Linked DNA regions of Zea mays: region 1 is linked to region 2. A link is a contact called in public Hi-C data. All regions are on one chromosome and are shown on one strand. The core of a region is the stretch at or near the end of the contact, and the rest is flanking DNA. Distances in the headings are between cores, read along the strand shown.

Region 1 (6,187 bases), core at 963-3,462, 130 kb before region 2:
GAGATACTTCCAAACATCCTTTAAAGCGTTTAACACCACTTAAAGTGATTGGTGTTTGATGATCATCACAACCAATATGGACTAACTAGTTTGCCTAATTGATTGATTCACAGGTGCATAAGTCCATCCATCTTAATTCTAAGTCGACTGTCCGGAATAACGTAGATTATTCCAAACATGTGAGCTTTTTGAGAATTCACTTGTGTGCGGACCGTCCGGGTCCTTCTGGTGGACCGTCCGCAACACCTCGATGCACTTCGGACAGAAACAATGTTGAAAATCACATTTCTACTACGGATTGTCTAAAGGAGAGAAGAGCACCGTGGGCCAAAAGCGATCGTCCGATCCTCTGACGCGAACCATCCGCCCGTTGAACACCAGAAAAACTATAGGTGCCAGTTTTGGTAAAATTCATTTTTAGCGTCCTCGCGGCATGGTCGGACCGTCCGTGACTGCTTATCTAACATCTGACGACACATTAATGCACGCATAACCGTTGATATAGCTGTTGATGCTGACCGTTGCGATTTCAGGTGTTGATGTGCGGGGCGGACTGTCCGAGCCAGGAGCGCGGGCCGTCCGCGTGTGGCAGAAAGTTGGCAATAGCTAGTAAGTGGTTGGTGGCTATAAATACAACCACCTTCATTCATAACATCCAAGCATTTCATTCATCCACATTCAATACAAGAGCAAGCACACCACTCCAAGACACATTCCAAGCTCCCAAACTCCTCCAAGTATTATAATTGTGACTAGTTATCATAAGTAATTAGTGCCTTGGAAAGTCTAGAGAGAGTGTGATCTTTTGTCTTCTCATGTTGCTCTTGTTGTTTGGCTTTGTCGGTCGTGTTTTTTTATCTCCTTCTAAACTCTCAAGTGACTTGTAAAGCTAGCAGGAGACACCTAATTGTGTGATGATCCTTATGGGGTCCAAGTGACCCTCGAGATTAAGGAGAAGCATTTAATCGGTCTAAGTAACCGTTTGAGAGAGAGAAATGGTTGAAAAAGACCTAGCCTACGTGACCTCCTCAATGGTGAAAGTGTAAAAGTTGTTGCAACCTTAAGATCAATCGTTGAAGGGTCAGGTTCTCGTATGTGCATACGTGGACAGGATGCATACGATATGCCCTCGTCATATTAGACCGGGTATTCATACTCGTAGGCGGGCTATCTGTATTCCCCCTTGCTCCCTAATCTTTCCACTACTCACTGCATGGCTCCTATTCCACCATGACACTCCTTGATTTTATTGAGCTTATTTATCCCGTTTACGTCCTCATTATATGAAGGGTGAATGAGACCTGATAAAAATCCTTATCAAGCTTATCAAGTACTAATTGAAGCATAATTATATCATCGTTCATGTCTAGTCGCCTATTTGGCCCTTCATTTTTTAAGAGCTACTAGCTACACGAGGGGAAAATGAGAGAGGTGGGGATGAGAGATGGGCCAGATAATGAGGGCAATATGTGCGGCAAACCAATCAATTTAACCTAATCCTATGGACATTTGTCATCGTTTTTACACTAAATATCCAAGATACCAAGTCAAATTTGGCAGTCTGTCCGGTGCACTTCTTTAGAGAACTCGAAAACATCCACTTTTATAGAAAACCATGAAATGAGAGATAAAGTTTTAAAACATCAAAACAATTTCTTTATTACAAGGTTATAGAAACAGAGTTATTATAAGTTTACTAATTAAGGCTAGTTTAGAAACTTAAACCCCTCTGTGATTCTCGGAGATTGAGTGGAAAAATGAGTTATTTTCCCACTCAATCCTCAGGAATCTTGGAGGATATTTAAGTTTCCAAACTAACTCTTAGCAGGTTTACGCACGTAAGATGAGATAGTCATAGACAAGAGATCAGAGTTATATCAAATTTTAAAAATATATCCAAATGCATGTTTAAGCATTTAGAATGAAGCGAAGGATACATCAATTTATTATTCAAAGTGGGGCTTAGAATTATAAAACTTTTTTATTTATTGGAATAACGTTGAAATTTAGGGCTAGTTTGGAAACTATATTTTTCAAGAAATTTTCTATTTTACTAAGAAAAAATGAACTAATTTCTCTTAAGAAATCAAAAATTTCTTGGAAAATTGTGATTCCCAAACTAGCCCTTATAGACATTATGATTGGAGCGGTAAAGGAATTTCTCGTTAAGGCCATTCGACACAGGAGTCAGCTCCAGTCTCCATCCGAATTTATGTAAAAACAATATGAATTATTTTTTAACGCAACTATTTACAGAGTCAGAGCAGACTTTAGCGCGTCCGGTGACTCCGTCGGCGAGGCGTCACACTCACGGACTCACCTAATCGCAAACCCGTCAGCCCTTCTAGAAATCAACTAACGGAAAGGTTTGTCCTCGTAAATCGATAAAGCACGGGGGGCTTTCTTTACAAAAGTGAGCTACGTAGCCTAGTGCAGCAACGCCCCGGAGCTCTGACTCTGAGGCCTCGGCCCGGCGACGACGACGAGTGCGCGGTGACGCGAGCGCAAGAGAGAACAAAGCTTTGACGCGCACCCACTCCTGCCGCCTCCCTCAGTCCCGACTCCCGAACACGCGCGCGCAGGCCCAGCACAGCACGGACGACGACGCAGCGAGAGGCTCGGAAGGAGGAAAGAGTCGCCGGCGGAGACCCCAATCGATCGAAGGCCCCCGGTCGCTTCGCCCGCGAGGCATATCAGTGCCCCCTTGGCCACCGGGTAAAAGCTTTCCTGGGGGATACGATCGGCTCTGCGGCCTGCCACGGATCGGAGGGCTTTTGCTGGTGACTCCTGGGGGATTTTCGGTCGGGGTTTGGAGCTTTCCTGGTTTTGGGAGCTAGCTAGCTGGCTGTCCAGCGACTCCATGGATTAGAGGTGATGGTAGCTAGCTGGCCCAATCTCGATCCGATCATCATCTTGCTTGACCACGATTTTCTTGCTTTCCTCTAGATCTTATTAAAAGTACAAGTTTTTTTCCCGAAAACTGTTGCACTTTATGTGTTGGAAAGACTCTCTACGTACACGGAGGGAAAAAAACAAGAGGTTAGGTCCAAGTGTGGAACAGCTGCTGAGTAGTGATTGCTGTTGCTGAGATGAAGTTCATGACTTCATGTCAGTTAGTGGCGACGTTTCATGCTTACAGCACTACATCACACTTCTCCTGTGCTGGCCGCTATATCATCTTTACTGCACACGGAAGTGTTTATGGATGCTTCCGTAATATATGTACACATGCACATGAATGAAATGGGGTGATTCATAACTGGCTGTAATTTTTGAATTTTCCATACTATATGCACGATAGAGACGATAATAAAACTGTCTCCCACTACAAGGAGGTGTGTATGATCACATTCTGCTTAGCTTACTTGTAACAATCTGTGCAGTTTCTTTTCTGTAAGGCTTTGTTCGTTTACACCAATCCCGCTCTGGATTAGCATGGATTGGAATTAAATCCATGCCTCAATCCATGCCCCAAAATAATCCATGACTACTTAATTTTTTTTATTCGGTTAAACCCATCATGGAATATAACTCAAAGGTTTGGGAAATTTTTAAACTATGGAAGACATGGATTCTATCCATAGCCCATTAGGTATGGAACAAATCCATGAGATATTGCACAAGTTTACATTAGAATCCATGGATTAAAAGAATAACTAGCTTTGAAAGTCACATGGATTTGTTGATGGATTTAATCCCACCATGGGATTGGGTGTGAGATATGGATTCACCCAATCCATACCCGGATTAAATCCATGGTGGGATTATATCCCATGTAACCGAACAAGGCCTAAGCTGATCATTTTTTTCCATGAACTTGTGTTTATAGGAGTAAAAAAAACTGTGAAAGCTTTGGGAATGGAGTTGACAGCTTCGACTGAATAACAGAAGAATTTTCACTCGTCTTCTCCTGATCTCATGGAACTTCTTGATAGTAATGGCCACGGGGAAACAAGAGCACAGGGTGCTGAAAACATTGCACCAGTTTCTGCTAATAGTCCAGATACATCATCGGAAATGCAAGGGAAGTTACCTCACAGTTTGACAGAGCACCAGGAAGAAATGGGGTCCCCTGCAGGCCATGCAGGGAGTTTGTCGCCGAAAATTGTCTCCCACATAGAACCAGCTCGAGCATCTGATGACCCCTCAAAAGATGAGGGACGTCATGCTGCTTTATTAACAGATAAGAGTGGAGTTGAAATCATATACGAAAATGGTTTTACTGGCGCCAGTAGTATTATTCCAGCAGCTGAAATGAAATCTGAAGAAGACAATATGTACTGTCGTAACAACGTTGCCGTCACCCCCACAAAGAAAGTAGAATCAGTAAAGGGGTGCGAAGGCTCACACACAGGTCTTGTTGACACTAGCGCCCCATTCGAGTCTGTTAAACAGGCTGTCACCAAGTTTGGAGGAATTGTTGATTGGAAAGCCTACAGGGCTCGGTCATTAGAGGTAATGTCTCTGGGTTTCACAACGTATATGGATCATGGTCAGACACATGATCACCTTGTTTTATGTCCATCAATCGCTGCCACACAACAGTTCTTTATCTTTGTTTGTATGCAGAGACGCAGGGTCATGCAACTTGAACTTGAGAAGGTTCAGCAAGAGATTCCACAGTTCAAAGAAGACTGGGAGACTGCTGAGGTGGCCAAGGCACACGTCATTGAGGAGCTAGAGAGAACTACCAGACTTGTCGACGAGCTGAAGCATGAGCTGGAGAGGGCACAGCTCGAAGTGGACCAAGCGAAGCAAGATTCCGAGCTTGCCCTGCTGAGGGCACAAGAGATGGAGCAAGGGATTGACGATGAAGCTAGTGTAATAGCCCAGACACAGTTGGCAGTCGCCAAAGAAAGACATGAAAAGGCTGTTGAGGAGCTGGAATTGCTGAAAGAGGAGCTAAGATCAACGCATGAACAGTATGCTGTATTAGCCACTGAAAGGGATGTAGCCGTTAAAAGGGCCAAGGAAGTTGTTCGTGCTGCGAAGGATACTGAGAAGCAAGTAGAGGAACTCACTTTAGAACTGATCGCATCCAAAGAGTCTCTCGAGTCAGCCCACGCTTCACACCATGAGGTTGAAGAGCACAGGCTCGGGGCAGCTTTGGCGAAAGAGCAGGATTTCCTGGCTTGGGACAAAGAGCTGCAGGAGGCACAAGAGGAGCTAAACCAGCTCCACGAACAAATCGCATCGAAAACGAATGTGGAGGCTGAAGCTGTTGAAAACGAGCGCAAACTACTTAGCCTGAAAAGTGAGCTAGCTGCCTATGTGGAAGACAAATTGAATGAAGAGGCTGGAATGCTTCAGCAACAAGGTTCTGACGAAGAAAAAGAAATCAGTAGGTCAATCAAGCAAGCTCTTGCTTCAAAAAGGAAGGAGCTTGCTGAACTTAAAGGGAAACTAGAAAATGCGAGAAATGAAGCCAACCTAGTAAGAGTTACTGCAGAATCACTCAGTTCAGAGCTCGATAGGGAGAAAGCTTCACTCGCCGCATTGCAGCAGAGCGAGGGTATGGCATCCATCACAGTTTCCTCTCTAGAAGCCGAGCTCGATAGGACAGAGCAAGAGATAGAGATGGTACATAAGAAAGAAGCGGAAGCTCGGGAAAAAATGGCGGAGCTTCCAAGGATGTTGCAGCGAGCAGCCCAGGAGGCAGAAGATGCCAAGATGGCGGCTCACTCGGCACAAGAGGAACTGAGAAAGGCCAAGGAAGAGGTTGAGCGGGCCAAGGCTTCTGCGACAACGGCAGGTACCAGGTTGCGTGCAGTTTCGAAGGAGATAGAGGCGTCTAAAGCATCTGAGCGGCTAGCCATAGCGGCAGCTCAAGCGATGCAAGAGAGCGAGGACACAGGAAGCACTGGCGCTTCTCCTCGAGTAGTAACGCTTCCTGTAAGTGAGTACCATGCTCTTAGCGAGAAGGTTCATGAAGCCGAAGAACTTGCAAACGAGAGGGTGGCGGTCGCGTTGGCGCAGGTAGAGTTGGCAAAGGTGTCTGAATCGAGGAGTCTAGAGAGGCTACAGGAAGCGTCCAAGGAGACGGAGAAAAAGAAGAGCGATCTTCGCATCGCGCTGGAGAGGGCCGAGAGGGCAAATGAAGGGAAGCTTGGCGCTGAGCGGGAGCTGAGAAGATGGAGAGCTGAACATGTGCAGCGTCGGAAAGCCCATGAGGCTGCACAGCATGCAG
Region 2 (6,073 bases), core at 716-3,215:
TCATGAGAGATCTTGAGGGTGTCCCAAATCTGCTTGGCATTGTCCAAGCCGCTCACCTTGTGATACTCGTCCCTGCACAAAGAGGCTAGCAACACAGTAGTAGCTTGTGCATTTTTATGGATCTGTTCATTAATAAACGAAGGGCTATCTGAGCTATCAAATTTCATTCCACTTTCCACAATCTCCCAAATGCTTGGATGGAGAGAAAATAGGTGAGTACGCATTTTGTGACTCCAAAATCCGTAGTCCTCTCCATCAAAGTGAGGAGGCTTGCCAAGTGGAATGGGGAGCAAATGAGCATTTGAGCTATGCGGAATGCGCGAATAATCAAAAGAAAAGTTTGAGTTAACCGTCTTTTGTTTATCATAGTCGTTGTCGTCGTTGTCCTTTTGGGAAGAGGAAGATTCGTCGCTGTCGTCGTAGTAGACGATCTCCTTGATGCGCCTTGTCTTCTTCTTCTTCCCTTCCTTCCGTCTATGGCCCGAGCCGGTGTCGGTAGGCTTGTCATCTTTGGGCTCGTTGACGAAGGACTCCTTCTCCTTGTCGTTGATCACGATTCCCTTCCCCTTAGGATCCATCTCTTCGGGCGATTAGTCCCTTCTTGAAGAGAACGACTCCGATACCAATTGAGAGCACCTAGAGGGGGGGGGTGAATAGGTGATCCTGTAAAAACTTAAACTTATAGCCACAAAAACTTGTTAAGTGTTAGCACAATGATTGCCAAGTGGCTAGAAAGGAGTCTCAACAAAACACAATACCACAAGAGATCAAACACAGAGATGACACAGTGGTTTATCCCGTGGTTCGGCCAAGACCAACGCTTGCCTACTCCACGTTGTGGCGTCCCAACGGACGAGGGTTGCAATCAACCCCTTTCAAGCGGTACAAAGACCAACTTGAATACCACGGTGTTTTGCTTTGCCTTTCAATATCCCGTTTGCGAGGAATCTCCACAACTTGGAGCCTCTCGCCCTTACACTTAAGATTCACAAAGAAATACGGAGTAAGGGAGAAACTAGCAACGCACACAAGACTCAAAATCAGAGCAACAACACGCACACAAGTCGCAACAAGAGCTCGCAACACAACTCAATGAGTCCACAACTCAACAAGAGCTCTAGATGCTATCACAATGAACCAAATGCGTGGAATCGATGTCTTGGTGCTTAGGAATGTTGTAGGAATGCTTGATGTACTCCTCCATGCGCCTAGGGGTCCCTTTTATAGCCCCAAGGCAGCTAGGAGCCGTTGAGAGCAGTTCTGGAAGGCTGATCTTGCCTTCTGTCATCGGGCGCACCGGACAGTCCGGTGCACACCGGACACTGTCCGGTGCCCGATTTCTTTCCTTAAATGTCGCAGCCGATCGTTGCAGATCTGGGAGCCGTTGGCGCACCGGACAGTCCGGTGCCCCCTTCCGACCGTTGGCTCGGCCACGTGTCGCGCGCAGATTCCGCGGCCGACCGTTGGCCTGGCCGACCGTTGGCTCACCGGACAGTCCGGTGAATTTTAGCCGTACGCCGTCGGCGAATTCCCGAGAGTAACTGTCCGGTGCACCACCGGACACTGTCCGGTGCACCACCGGACAGTCCGGTGCTACAGACCGAACAGCCTTTTGGCTGTACACAGCCAACTTTACTTTGACTCTATTTCTCCTGTTTCAAGCACTTAGACACAATACATTAGTCTTCAAAACAATGTACTAAGGCTTAGAAACATACCTTTACTCTTGATTTGCACTGTGTCCATCCATGAGTATAGATTCACATTTAAGCACTTGTGTTGGCACTCAATCACCAAAATACTTAGAAATGGCCCAAGGGCACATTTCCCTTTCAGTACTGGAGCAGCAGGGGCGAGAGTGAAGACGAGAGCTGACGTGGCAGGGGCGAAAGGGAGGCTGTGCACTAGACTCAGCCTCAGTACACTACGCACTGACACGCACGCCTCACGCAACAAAGGCGAGACAGAGCACCAGCTCACCGCCCCACCGATTCAAAGGCGCTCGGATCCTCTGACGTCGACGTTCCCTGCCAGCTCCCGGCTGCCGCCCTCGCTCCTTCCGCCATCTGCGCTGCTCTGCGGCGCCAGAGCCGGCGCCCGCCCGCTGCCGCCCTCGACGGACCGGGACACGGGGCCCCACCGTTCTCTTTCCTGCGCTGCGCTGCGCGGCGGCTGTGCTGCTGATCAGTTAATGTGCCTGTGAGGCTGTGACAGGCGGCGTCGAGCGAGTCCGAGGCGGGCTAACTAAACCCGCCGTCTCTCGAGGCGGCGCCCGCGGAGGGCCAGGTGGAGGGCCGAGGAAGGTGGAGGCGGTGAGGCGATGGGGGGCGCCAAGGCGGAGGACAAGCCCGCCGCCGCCACCGCTGAAGACGATTGGTGTTACCAGTTTGGAAACAAGGTTTGATTTCTACACCGCTTGCCGTCCTCTGCGATCCCGGGTCCCGGCCCACGTTTTGGGTTCCGCTTCGCCGCCGCGGCGAGGTCAGGCTGGTTAATCTCAGGCCAAATGGAGCAGAGTACCTTGGTGCTGTGGCCACACTTTCTCTGCGAGCCTCCAAATTCGGGTCATTTCCTTGGCTTCACCCTCCAAATCCGTCTCTGCGAGCCTTCTTCAGCAGCCACACTTTCTGTGGCCAGCGCTCCTGTCCCTCGGAACCCTGATCTGAAACGTCACTAAACCAATGTGGATGCATTGTTTTAATCGTTTCTTATTTCTGTTTTTCCTCTTTTACGTTTCTATTTCACCAGAGCATCTACAACAAGGTGACGTATAAAAACGAGTATATAGAATTTAGAGTATCAATAAAACATTTTGCTCCAACAGTAAAACATCAAATCTGGATGCCCTATAATTTTCGACAAAATTTTATGAAATAAGATACCGTTAGAGTAGTTTTTCCTAGAGCCCCGTATTTCAATTTGAGACATTAGTTTGAAGCATTTTTGGAGATGCTTATGTGCCTGCTAGTTCCAAGTTCGGAGCCGTTTCCGTTCTCTGTTTATTTTTCAAGTTCTGTTTTTGTTCTACAATAAGATACCGTTAGAGTAGTCTACTCCATGCTTGTGTCACCTCAGATTTTTGGCTGTAATATGTATCTCGGCTTGCACTTGTTTATCTCTTTATTAGTACTACCAGCATTTTCGGCCATCAGTTTTTTGGTCTTCCTTGCTGAGAATGAGAACGAGAATGAAAGCTGTCGTACTCCTCGTTGGCATAGATTCATTTATTAAGGCAGTTCGGCAACAGAATATCAGAATGTACTTCACAGAAAAGGGCCTTTTAATCGATTGCCGTGTCTTCCATCTTGGTACTGCAAAACACTTTTTCACATATGGAATAGTGAAGTTTGAAATATGAGATTTGATGAGTAAGCTGCTTGAGATGGACTAAGGCTGGTTCTAGCCGTCCCCATATTAGCTATCAACCACGCTGAGCCTACAGTTATCTTATTGCTACATCAGTTTTTTTACATACTTTTCTTGGCATAAAACATGGTGTTTTGTTGAAATGCAAATACTTATGTAATTAAAAGAATAAAAGTATATAATTTATAAAAAATAATTTAAAATTACATAACTCAAACATAAAAAATACATGATTTATAATTAAAATTACATAAATTAAACATAAAAATAAAAAGTAAATAATTTAAACTCTACTGGTGGTGGTAGTTTGTAATTTGTATTCATGGGTCTACCCTTCTTTTATTCTTTAATATAATGATATGCAACTCTCCTATGTGTTTAAGAAAAAAAAGTAAATAGTTCATAAATAAAATCTATTTTATAGATTAGATTCTAGGTTTTTTTTTTATTTTTTTGGACTTCAAATGGTTAAAAATAGTGTGGCAGATGCGTGGACCAATCGAAAAACGTCACCTCACTAAAGTCGGTTCTTATCGATTGGTTCAGGTGTACCGACTAGTTTGGGCTGGTGCCGACCGATTCGTCCATTGCGGCGGTCGCTATCGATCAGTCCGGCTCTAACACGGTTGATACCAATCGGTTAGGACGGTTGGCAGCGCTATTGACCGGCTGATCGAACCGACCTGCATTAGCACCGTTGCGGTCAATATCGACTGACGGCCAACGGTGGCGTTGTACCTAGCCTAAAGGCGATTCGAATAGTATGTGTCCATTTTAACTCCGCTGGGGGACAGAACTTGGTTTGGGAGGAACGACCAGATAGATCTTGAAGTTTTATTTGTTTATTTTTTTTCCTTACTTCCACTTATATAGATGTAGCTAAATGGATGCTTCTCAGCTCACCTATAGATGTATTCGCTTTTAAGGTTTGTTCCTTTGTAGCACAAGGTTACAAAATAACAAATCTTACCTCGAAAAAGGGCTGCGATATATATTCTGGCACTGAACATTGTGCACCTGCTGATTGTTTTTGTGCTGGTCGGAATCTGTTTGCAGAATGCGTTTGACTCGAAGGCCCCGAAAAAATCACCACTTGCATTGAGAGTGGTTGTCTTTGCCATGACTGTGTTATGTGGGATATCTATTTGGTCAATGTGTATGAAGCAGCTAGGGAGTGATGGCTGGTCAAGAATAGTGAAGATCGAAGTTGTGGAACAACCATGTAATAAGTCTACAGTTCCTCCTTCTGAGGTTCAATTTGCGCATTACCCTCAACCGACAACTTACAGCAGGTGAGATTTGCCCCGAAGCAAGATTGAGCAATCTGGTTTGTTTAATGCTTAATATATATATATATATATATATATATATATATATATATATATATATATATATATATATATATATATATATATTTTAAATTTATAGGGAGGAATGCAAGTGCAATGCTGTCCGGTTCTTTGCGATTATATCATCACAGCGATCTGGAAGTGGCTGGTTTGAAACCCTTCTTAACAGCCACATGAATGTTAGCTCCAACGGTGAAATTTTCTCTAGAAAAGAAAGGAGAAGTAACATTTCCTCTATAGTAAATGCCATGGATAGAGTGTACAGCTTGGATTGGAACAGTAGTGCTTCCAAGAATGAGTGCACTGCTGCTATTGGCTTCAAGTGGATGCTTAATCAGGTGATGACTAAAACATGCAGTATAGATAATTTAATTGGATATCATTTTGTTCATTTATTTTTTCATTCAGTCCCAGTACATTCACAACTAGGTGCTAGATGTGCTCGAAGCAGTTTCAAACCAAGTTTTTTTAGTTTGGATCTAAGCCCATTAGCAGCTCTACTTAGAATCTACATGGCAAGCATATTCCTTTTTGGGACCTCATCTAATTCGTCTTTTTTGATGAATGTTCATGGTGGACAGATTGACTAATAAAACCATGAAATACTAGCCGCCAGGGCATAGAGAGTTCTCTAGAGACTGAAACCAAACAAGCATTCTTCTGACCGGTATGTTTCCAGGGTCTCGTGGCGAATCACGTGGCCGTAGTGGACTACTTCAATCGAAGAGGAGTCTCTGCAATATTTCTCTTCAGAAGGAATCTGCTCCGCCAGTTGGTATCACAGCTAGCGAATAACCACGACAGATTCCTGAAGCAGTTAAACGGAACACACAAGGCGCATGTCCACACAGAGCATGAGGTGATGCTATTTATTAAGAGATGGTTCAACTCTTTGCCTCGGTTATGTTATGTCTGCACTGCAGTCTCTCTGAGTTGGTCTGTATGGTTGATGTGCTCCTGTTTTCTTTTTGCCCCCCCCCTCCCCCTCATTCGCAGGCCCATATACTCGCGAGATACAAGCCCAGGCTGAACACGTCGTCGCTAATACGGAAACTGAAACAGGCTGATGAGTACACACGCGACGCCCTTGAGAACCTAAATAACACCCGCCACATCACTGTCTACTACGAGGACATCGTCCGCAACAGAACAGTGAGTTCTCGCTAACTCGGTTGTGTTGAGTGTTCTCTCTTTCCTTGCACTGTTGCTTACGAGCACTGCACTGCATTGTCGCAGAGGCTTCTCGACGCCCTGGATTTCCTCGGAGTGCCGAGGAGGGAGCTGGCGAGTCGGCACGTGAAGATACACACGAAGCCCCTGTCGGAGCAGATCGAGAACTGGGACGAAGTCTACAGCGC

Evidence for each region. A called contact is a pair of places that touch in the nucleus more often than the background predicts.
Region 1: a contact with region 2 is called in a Hi-C map of tassel, with 4 times the contacts expected there. The contact joins the promoter of LOC103639026 here to the promoter of LOC100274889 in region 2. A contact is called at or near these places in 4 of 25 Hi-C or Micro-C datasets (ear, leaf, leaf mesophyll and 1 more).

The regions. Positions count from the first base shown.
Region 1 is chr9:127,302,465-127,308,651 of Zm-B73-REFERENCE-NAM-5.0, reverse strand. LOC103639026 (protein WEAK CHLOROPLAST MOVEMENT UNDER BLUE LIGHT 1) reads left to right here and starts at 2,212. Exons shown (of 3, transcript XM_008661804.4): 1 at 2,212-2,871; 2 at 3,830-4,455; 3 at 4,570-6,187. The coding sequence starts at 3,919.
Region 2 is chr9:127,169,059-127,175,131 of Zm-B73-REFERENCE-NAM-5.0, reverse strand. It overlaps LOC100274889, which reads left to right and starts at 1,965. Exons shown (of 6, transcript NM_001174371.1): 1 at 1,965-2,398; 2 at 4,423-4,658; 3 at 4,795-5,053; 4 at 5,395-5,574; 5 at 5,712-5,867; 6 at 5,952-6,073. The coding sequence starts at 2,321.